2 separate regions of the Rattus norvegicus genome follow, and region 1 is linked to region 2. Evidence: chromatin contacts called from public Hi-C data. All regions are on one chromosome and are shown on one strand. Each heading gives the region's core, a stretch centred on a gene start, on an enhancer-like site or on the middle of the called end of the contact. The rest is flanking DNA. Distances are from core to core; before and after follow the strand shown.

What was found. Hi-C and Micro-C count contacts between places; a contact is called where the count stands out from the background.
Region 1: a contact with region 2 is called in a Hi-C map of liver, with 3 times the contacts expected there. The contact joins two enhancer-like sites. A contact is called at or near these places in 7 of 12 Hi-C or Micro-C datasets (the A7r5 cell line, hepatocytes, kidney and 3 more).

Annotation. Positions count from the first base shown.
Region 1 is chr10:30,821,182-30,825,877 of GRCr8, reverse strand. All of the region lies in intron 1 of Clint1 (clathrin interactor 1), which reads right to left. Among named protein-coding and RNA genes, the nearest start is that of Clint1, 24 kb to the right of the region's middle. Within about 2 kb of position 2,412, at least 9 of the 93 cell types and tissues checked have an H3K27ac peak or open chromatin away from gene starts, as enhancers often do. A contact at or near this core is called in liver, where this site is marked.
Region 2 is chr10:30,750,493-30,755,766 of GRCr8, reverse strand. No RefSeq gene overlaps it. Among named protein-coding and RNA genes, the nearest start is that of Clint1, 47 kb to the left of the region's middle. Within about 2 kb of position 1,261, at least 4 of the 93 cell types and tissues checked have an H3K27ac peak or open chromatin away from gene starts, as enhancers often do. A contact at or near this core is called in liver, where this site is marked.

The sequences.
Region 1 (4,696 bases), core at 1,163-3,662, 69 kb before region 2:
TTCTCCTTAGTTTTTATCACCAATGGAAAAAAAATGAAGGCAAGCCGGCCAAAACCAGATCTACAATTAAAGATAATACAAAATGGTAGATTTCACCTCTTGCTTATCCTGGTGGCTGAAGGGTCATGGCAATTAAAAGCATCCGAACATAGCTGGGAAAATGAGCAACACCCAGCAGCACTACAGTCCACCCTTGCATTTTGTTGCAGAGACCTCCACTAAAAGATGAAGGATCCTGTACTCCATGTACATGAAATATTTTCACCAGAGCACTCAGCAGTGCAGGGCTCTTGGAACACTACTTTCCTTGTTTGAGCAACAAAGGCCGTGGGTCAATGAGAACCCTTCAAAGGCTGGGAGCTGAAGGCCTGCATGTTGGAGCAGTGTGTGTTTAGCAGAGATGGCAGAGATCCAGAAATTTAAGAATTTCCTCATTTCCTTAACTGAAAAACGACAGGAGCCATTAAAACATAGCGTTGGGTATAAAGGGCGTCCACAGAAGGATCAGATGCTGTTACTGGGACAGCAGAAGACTAATACTTTCATGAGCATGCTGTTTTAAAGCTATTTTTTCAATAAAACTGCTGCTTTCAAAAATGATCAAAATGAAGTTGATAACATAAAGAACTCTGAATAAAAAAAAAGGCTTCATTAAGTCAGAAACAACTGAAACTAACAACAAAGACGCCCGTATAGCACAGCCTCATCCCGCACCCACTTAAAAGCACCAATTTCTAAAAAGGCAAATATAGCTTTGGACCCTTGTTGTTTGGATAGCCTCCATCTAGGACCGATTCTTAACATTAGCAACCTTCTAGAAATGAAAAACAATTCCCTTTAAAAATGGAAATTAAAAACAACTAATAGCTTAATTCTAAATCTTCCCAGGGCTGACAGAGATGTCCTTGTTGAATTCAGTCACTAGAGGGGGCCCTGTAGTCAGTTTTTGGACACAGAAACTCCAAGGAAATGTCTGAACTTGGCTTTGCTGAAGAGCAGAAAAGCAGGGTTCCCAGAACTTGGGCAACTGCCAATCAAGTAGTTTTTACCCTTGTAGCATAAAAACATGTTTTACTAGAAAATATACACCAAGAAAAAGGGAAGTGTGGACACAACGCAGGTCCAGCTGTGAACGCAAGAGCAATGTGGTAGCAAGTGCTTTCCCCACTCTGCCTCTTCTTCCAAATTGGGTCAGATGGGTTTGCATCTTCACAGAACCATCCTGTAGTCTAAGCTACAACTTTGTTCACCCCAAGATCACGGAGTACCAAGACCCCCTGTTCTGTTAGATTCAGGTGACAGTTAAGACAGAAAGGCAGTCAGAAACAGACCCAATAACTTCGCTCCAAGCAACAGTTTCAAATAATACTGTTTTCTTTATACTTCTTCCTATTGTCCCAGTTCATCCTGATGAGCATTATTACACTCTAAGGGAAACAATAAAGTACTACTAAAATGCACATCAAATTCTGTACCACAGCTGACTACATTTTAACCACTTTATAGGTTAGGACATTCGGATGAACAACAGGGACATCATTACACGCTGTGGGCCTTGGTTTGCATAGTAGGTGCTGTGGCACAGTAACTGAAGTGTGTGCACCAATGTTGTGTGAACCAGCACTGAACAATGTAAATACCTACAACTCAACATTTTAAACCCGAACTGAGAATAAAATCCACATTTAAGTCACCTCTTACTGCTCTGTACGCCTGAAGAACTTCCAAAGGACAGCGGATAATCCACTTTTGTGAAACAGTTCTGCTCCCTGATAAATGCCAACCTTTGCACTGGTGTAGCCACACTCCGGAAACACCCACACTTGGGAGACAGAGGTAGCAGGATCAAGAGATTGAAGGCAGCCTGGAATATCCAGCAAGCCCCTGCTTCAGAAAAAGGTTTCTTTAAATGCCGCAGCACTGTAACACAGGACATCAAGTGCAGTAGGCATTGATCTGCTCAAGGAACTTTGTGTTGAAATCTCCTCTAAGTTACTGCCTCTTTTTTGTTGGTTTGTTTGTTTAACATATATTAAATACAAAGTATCTGATGAAGAAGAAAGACAGCTCAGATGTTAAGAACACTTTCTGCTCTTGCAAAGGAGGGAATTCAGTTCCCAATGCTCATGTTGGGCTATCTGTGCACAAGCTCCTGGAGCTCCAGTTAGAGGGGCCTGATACCTTTTTCTGACCTATTTTGGCACCAAGACACATATATAAATAAAGAGTAAATCTTTTCTTAGCAAGAGATAAAAAGTAAATTTTCCCCTCTCTTAGACACTGTGTTCTCTGTCAGTGTCACACACAGAGGCAAGAGAACAACTTCCAGCAGCAGGCCCTGCTTCCACCAGGGGGATCTCTAACAACACACTGCTAGTGAGAACTAGACTTCCTGAACAAACCCTAACATGCCTGACAGATGAAAACACTGTCTACCTTCACCGTCTGAACAATGTTAAAGACTCCAGACAGTGGGAGTAGTCTGTGAACACTGTTATTTTCTCACTATGGTCTAGCAAATATATACAACCAATTGCATTTTTTTTTTTTGTCAAAATGAGACATCTTTGTGGGCAGTACACTTTAACTCAACAACTCTACAGTTTACAGAAACCATGTGTGCATGTTAAGGATACCAACTGAGGCCAGAAGAGGGCATTGGATCCCTGGAATTAACTCAAGTTATTCTGATCTGTACAGTGAAACACAGTAAGAGGCTTGGCTATGTGACTTGTGCCCAGCTATGTATAGCAGATTTGGGTCATGACAGAACTATAAACTATGTTTTTGCTACAAATTTCTCAGTTGTTTATTATAAATTAAAACTTTGAACAGAATGTCTAATAAGAAATCATTGTGCTTTAGAACTCATCACAGAGGTAAATGCAATGTCTAAGTATAATTTATCAGTCACTGACATGAGCTGATTACAACATCTAATACTTTTTCATCTGGTTCTAAACTGTCATTCTCTACAAATGCCAAAAGTGAGAAATAAGCATTCCAAGCTGGCCAGGTTAACCCGTGCCTGTTATTCCAGCACACAAGTCATCCTGGATTATGCACAGGAAGATGTTGTCTGGAAGGCGGAAGGAAGGAAGGAAGGAAGGAAGGAAGGAAGGAAGGAAGGAAGGAAGGAAGGAGGGAGGGAGGGAGGGAGGGAGGGAGGGAGGAAAGAAGAGAGGGAGGGAGGGAGGGAGGTAGGAAAGAAGAGAGGGAGGGAGGGAGGTAGGGAGGGAGGGAGGGAGCGAGCATTTCAAAACCCTCTATTTTCAACATGTGCATTCAAGAAATGTGTTCCCTTGTTTATAAGATCACATACCTAACACTCTAGGAAAATTCCCACTATTTTGTGTCAGTGTAGAGGAAGCAACACTAACCAAGTTCATGTATAAATTTCTGAGATTCATGAAAACCAATGTGTTCCACTCTGTCTAAAGTTGTCCTAAAATATAACTAGAAGTCCTGTTCCCACAAGCCACCAACTTTCTGATTTAATCTGGCAAGTTTTCAGGGAAATCCTTGAGTAATTTATGAAACAGATGTGCAAAGAAATGACATCAAAGGGACAAGCCAAGAAAAACATCCTGGTGTCAGCAGCTAAGCTATGAGCTATGGGAAGACACATTTCCCTTTCCTCACTGCAGGGGTGAGCAGCACTGACCAAGACAAGCCACTGGACAGCAGCCATTCTCAGGCCTTGCTTGGCTGCAGGAACTGATCCAGGACACAGTCAAAGAAGACACTGCACACTCTCGTGTGTTCATGATGCTTCCTTGTTTTTCACAGCCACTCTCAGCAAAGACCAAAGCCATACATAGATTTGTCCCGTCAGTGACTTAGTAAGTTACTAAGATGTGAATTTTTGTCTCTGGTACGCACCTACTGTTAGGGTCTCTAAACAAATCACTGGTATGCCTCAGTTTCCTCATTTAGAAGGCCCTTATATCGCTATCAAGGTAACTAAATAACATGTGCAAGGCAGTTAGCAGAGTTGATACCACTGTTTCTAGGTGAGTCTTTCATTCTAGATAGGACGTATGCATTGTCTATAAACACTCTACTGGCTCACCTGTGGAAGTCCTGGACCCTGATGGTGGCAGTATTTTAGGAGATTCTAGGAACTACAGAAGAGAAGTCCTCTCTGGAAGAAATTAGTCACCGGGGAAGATTCTTGTGCCTGAATTGTTCACTCTCTCTACTAGTTACCATACTGTGAACCTCTGTGCTCCCTCTCCTCCTTGCCACAATAGGTTGGCACTAACTACTGAGACCATGAGCCAAAGAGCCCCTTCCTGTCTGGGTTGTCTCTCAGGTCAAAAAGACAGAGAACCTAACCCTAACCCCTTATGAGGAGGGACCATAATATACACGTGCTTATCCAACTGTCTCACAAACAAATCATTAGCAGGGTGCTGGAGAGAGAGCTTTCTGGTAAGCAGTGCATCCTGTTCTCTAACAGGGTTCTCCATAACCCTGTCAGGCAACTCACAGATACTTGTAACTCCTGGCACTGATATCCTCCTCTGGACCTAGTGGGCAACTGCACTCACACCCACAACTGTAAACAGACATGCATGCACATAATCGAAAGTTAAACTCAACTTTTAAAAAGTTGTAATTAGCAGAGGCTGACAGTGTGGTTTGGTGGTACAGACCAATGTCCTGGGTTCAATCCCCACCATCAAAACTAACC
Region 2 (5,274 bases), core at 12-2,511:
TAGACGTCCTGGGATACTAAGCTAGACATAGACACAGAGAGGTCGTACTAAGAAGAGGAAACCATTCCTGAGAATGGGAGTGAGCTCTTGAGCTGGGGAAAGGCCTCAAAATCACTGGGCCAGGGAGCCTCATGACCCTTCATAAGTCATTTGCATAGAAACCGCTCCTCCACTCCCACATTTCTATGTTACAAGCTTATTTTTTCCTTTTCTCCCAATCATGTAGCCCAGGTAGGGAAGGGTTTGCAGGCTTTTAGCCAGATGGCTTCTTTAGTTGTGAGTTTTGTTGTCCTTCTCTCTAGTCTCCATCTCCCGAGACACCACTTTCTTTGAGAAACATGAGAAGAACGCCAGAACGATGGAGGTGCCAGTGGCAATCTGTGATGTTGGGCTGTGGTCCCACCAGCTACCGGCATCTCCTGCTGGCCATATTCCCTTAGGGGAGGTCTTCACATGTGTCCTCTGGCTAATCTGAGAGAGCAGGCTGCCAGCTCTAATGTGGTACAGCCTCATCTGTGTAAGGGAGTGGAAATGCCCTTGAGAGTAGCATACAGGGTGACCATGTACCTGTCAGGCACGCAGAGCCTCCCTACGGAAGACCTCTAGTCATCAAATGGCCTCAGAGGATGTTGATGGGTGGCCCCTCAGAAAGCCAAGGCAATGACAAAGGCCACATAGAACCAGATATCTGAGTAGAAAAATTTATCCTGACAATGGACCGCTTTCGAGTCACCCTATGCCCTTGGCCACGTGGCTGGAACTTGTCCACCACAGACAGCATGGCACATCGGGAGAAGTCAGCTATGGGGTATAGGCATGAGGAAAACAGCTTAGCAATCAGAGCTTTCAAAATCCATTTAGTTCATGCTCCAAAGTCCGGGGCTGGAACTGACAGCAACTTCCTCCCTAGTTTCTGTAACGGTCAAATAATAGCACTGAGCCATTAAGCCTTTTTGAGGCTAAGACTCCGGAAGACTGTTAAGAGAAGCCTGCAAAAAGACTTGACTTCATTGTAGAGCTTTTCTTTCTAGTGAATAGTTAGCAGCACAATACCTACCCGCGGTACTTAGAGTTTAAGTATAGTGATCTGAAGCAGAGAGATATTTAAGAGGCAGTTCCTTTAGAGGTAGAGAGCGGAGAGAAAAAAAAAAAAATCCCTGTTCACATTCTCTGTTCTAAAAGCTGGGGATAAGGATAATGAACTCTGCTGGGTGGGTGCAGGCCAATTAGTCGGAAGTCTGTAAACCTCCCCAGTCTTATCAGGGCTTTGCTGCGGGTGGAGAGTGGGCAGCCCATCCTGGTGACTTTGCATGTGAAACTAATTGCCCTAGAAAGGTCGGGAATTTGATCTTCCATCAAATCCGCCAGCCCTTTAGATCCCTTGACAATCTTTGACTATTTACATCTCAAGGTTAAAGCAGGCTGTTGCTTTCTGGATTCTAATCAGCTATGAAAACTTTTGATCTTCTCTGAAAAACACAAACACACACACACACACACACACACACACACACACACACACACACACTTTGCAAAAGACCTCTTCAGAGAGTTGAAAAGGGGACGGTGGCTTTGCTGGAAGTGCACCACTGGTGTGGTTTAGCAGTTGTTTTTTTTCCTTCTTAGGGCTCTGTGAGAGAGCCTGGAATATCCAGTAATGTTTCTGAGTTTCCTCTACCAAGTGCAGTCAGGATTTTGTCATAGCCCTCTCTATGCAGAAGGGGTGTTTGGTCATGATAAAATACTTGTTTCAAAGGGGGCCTAGAACTCAATGGGGCAGTTTAGCCCTGCATGGGCAAGTCCCCTGTTCCACCCACACACTGCAAAAACAAACAAGTAACAAGTACAAAAGGATGGTCCCTGCAAAGTCCCCTGGGAAAGCTCTGGTTTTTAGTAGCTTATAGATTCACAATAAGCTTTGCGAACATGTTTTTAAAGGAGATGTGGGTGGAGTGGTTAAGGGACCTATAGGTTTTTAAGGGGATGCTATCTTACTGTGGTATTTTAATGACACTACGCTTTTTGTGGTAGGGGTTGGGGCAAGTGTCCCATTGCTGAGTTACACCTAGCTGGATACTGGATACTCTGCAGTGACATCGTCTTTCTAGGAGGAGGTGTCTTGCTCTGTAGCCAAGGCTCTCCTCAAACCTGCCAACTTCCTGCTCCCTCATTGCTGTTCATCCCACAATTACCCGTCCCCCTCTCTTCCTCTTTTTTTTTTTTTTTTTTTAAACAAAGCCTAATGTAGCACAGGCTGGCCTCAGCTTGCTCTCTAGTCAATGATGACTCAGAGTTGCTGATCTTCCTTCCTCTAACCTCCCAAATGTGAGGGGAATTCTAGGTTCCTTTCAAGTTCTCAGTCTCACTCACACAAAGATTTAAAAACAGACTCAGAAGGGAGTCGGAGGACAATTAGAGATTGGGCGAAAGGTGACTGGGTAGTCAAGTGTAAATGTCAGCAGCTGTGAGAGAAAGGAGAGAGACCAGAGGAGCAGAGAAAGTCATGTCTTTTTGAGTTAGGGTCTGAGACAGCTGGCGTGTTCAGCGACGGAGGGAGAGCTGTATAAAACTGCATGGTAGATGGAGCGGGGCCTTCGGAGAAGGAGTGATGAAGCACGGAGCTGTAGGGCAAGCGCACTCAGGCTTTTGGCCAGCATCTGATAGAGATAAAAGAAGAAACAGGCTTGGCGCAGGACTGCAGATCCAAGTTTAGAGGCCATCTTATTCTGGGCTCTTGTGGTCCAGGGCACCAGAATGATTGGGCCGAAGACACGTGGTTAGAGACAGAAATATACTTTATTAAGAAAGGAAAACCACTGCCCAGAACAGAAGTGGGCTAGTGAGTGGAGAGAAAAAGCCACAACAGGGGGAGGGTGCAGAGCCTATTACAGTGCATTTCTATGCCCTGCTTCTTCTGTCTGTACAGCAAGGGCTTTTCTCGAGCATGCTCTGTTCTTTGGAGGAAGCCCAGGTTTGGAAGGGCTTCCAGTCTTCCACCAGAGTGGTCCGGGGCGAGCATGCTCCGTTTCTTCCGCGACCCCTGAGGTGGCGAAAGGCTTCCTTCTCTCTATAAACATCTTTAGAAGTTCATTTTAATGTTTCAGACTCTAGGCCCGTCTCTCCTGCCACGCAAGTGTTGAGATCACAGGCATATGTTACCACACCCGTCTTCACTACAGTGCGTTTCTTTTATGATCTAATTGGGGTAGTGTGTGTTTGCACAGCTGAGGATAGAATCCAGGACCTCACAAGTACACTAACACTGAGCTGTGCCCTTGCCCCCCTGCCTTACTTTCCTGAATGCTGGGGTTATAGATTAGTACTAACCCCTCACTTAAATCAGGCCCCCTTGATGGTGGCATTATTAATATTTGGGGTCAGATTATTCTAGGCTGACTCTGCCTCGCAATGTCTCTGGCCTTTATTTACTAGACACCAGTTAATTTTCAGTAGCGAAATTAACTGTCCAGAGATTGTCACATGTCCCTTATGGGTAAGGTGGCCAATTTAGCAAATGCACACGGAGGATGTCTACTTAAAATAGGATTTAAGTAGGGAAACAACAAATAACTTTTGTAAGTATAAATTCAGCTGCAGGGACTCTATAGACTCAGACAGTCTACTGGGATGAGGTGTGTGCAAAATCCCCCACCCCGTGTTTCTTCTAGATAAAAATTTGCATTAACCAACGATCTCGCTTTATTAACCACTTCATGCTTGTAATTTTGCCCCACTCTTGGCTCTTCCAGTCCTCATGTACTTTCCAATTCAAGTACGTCCCTCGGTCGGTCCTCATGGTACTTACCAAAGAGCATTACTGGCCTTAGGCACAAGAGGAAGTAGGGCCACTTCAAGTCTAAGATGACAAAAGTGAGACTTAGTCACAAACCAAAACCAGGCAAGGCAACTTAGGATGGCGTCCTTCCACAAATGATAAAGGACTGAGTCAGATAGACACCGGAGAGACTCTGTGTTCCTCCAAGATCTCCACAAACCCTTTGGAAGTCAGTCCCAGAAGTTACCATGAGGCCTTCATCTTGCCAGTTAGTTGATTAGCAGCTATTTCTGGGCGGTGGCTCTGGCAGCCAGGGGCCAGCACAGTAATAAGGAAAGAGCTCGATCCTGTGATTGTCAGAAGCACATTGTACCTCCATAAAGAGATGCTTGCTGATAACAAGTGGCATATACCCAGGGGCTGTCTGGAAACAAATGAGAGCCAAGTGGCCATGGGCAGTGTGGGAGGCTGAAAGCCTTTGGAATAGGATAGGTGGTTGGAAGCCAGGGTGAGTTTGGATGGAGGCTGGGCTGGTTGCAGCCGATGAGTGCTGGTGGAAGACTAATAACTGGGTGTTCAAAGCAGCGTGGTGTGGTGACCCCTTCCACACACAGTCCTTCGATATTTGTTTCCTGCCTGTTTAGAGAAGTGGAGCGTGCTTAAGGGAAAGGACAAGAAGGAAGCTTGCAGCTGGGCCCCTGGTGATGCACACCTGTAATCCCAGCACTTACGAGGCAGAGGCAGGCCCATCTCTGAGTTTGAAGCCAGCCTGAGCTACACAGTGAGTTCCAAGACAGCCAGGGCTACCAGAAACCCTGTCTTGAAAAGCCACAAACAAACAAAGAACAAAAGGAACATTCCCAACAATTTATTACATTTCACTCTGCAAGCCGGTTATTCTGACTGAAACAGGGATTTAGGCTGCTTTTGCCAAAAGGTGCTAGGTGTCTAATGGCTGACTGAAAGCTGGACCTCTCTGTCTTTATTTTGCATCTGTGTCCTTGGCTGGCTTGAACTTAGGGTTAGAGTCCTTCTTGACTCTTCACTAGGGCATATTTGATCTAAAAGTGGCAATGCCTCTAACTCCAACTCCAGCCTAAGGAAGTTACCAACCTTCAGTGTTTATGACTTCTTCCAGATTACCTAGATGGTGCCTAGACGTTGCCAGTCTTAAATTACCCTGATCTAAAGATAAATTACCTTAATCTGAAGGCCTAACTGACTCCATCTTGCTGGTCTGACTTCTTGCTGGTCTGACTTGTCCCTTCTCTGAGTCATTCTTCCCTGTCCTTTCTTGGATTCCAGGAAGAACAGGTCTCATCTATACACATCTTGTGACGAGGAGGAAACTATCCCCGGGCAGTAGCTGCTAGCTGATTGCTGACGAGACTCTGAAGAACTGTCCTGAGATAAGGACGAACCAGCCCACAGTTTGAAAAGACTGCTTGACTGCCTATGCTTCCCTGACCTCTGTACAGAAGCTGTTCCTCTGTACAGAA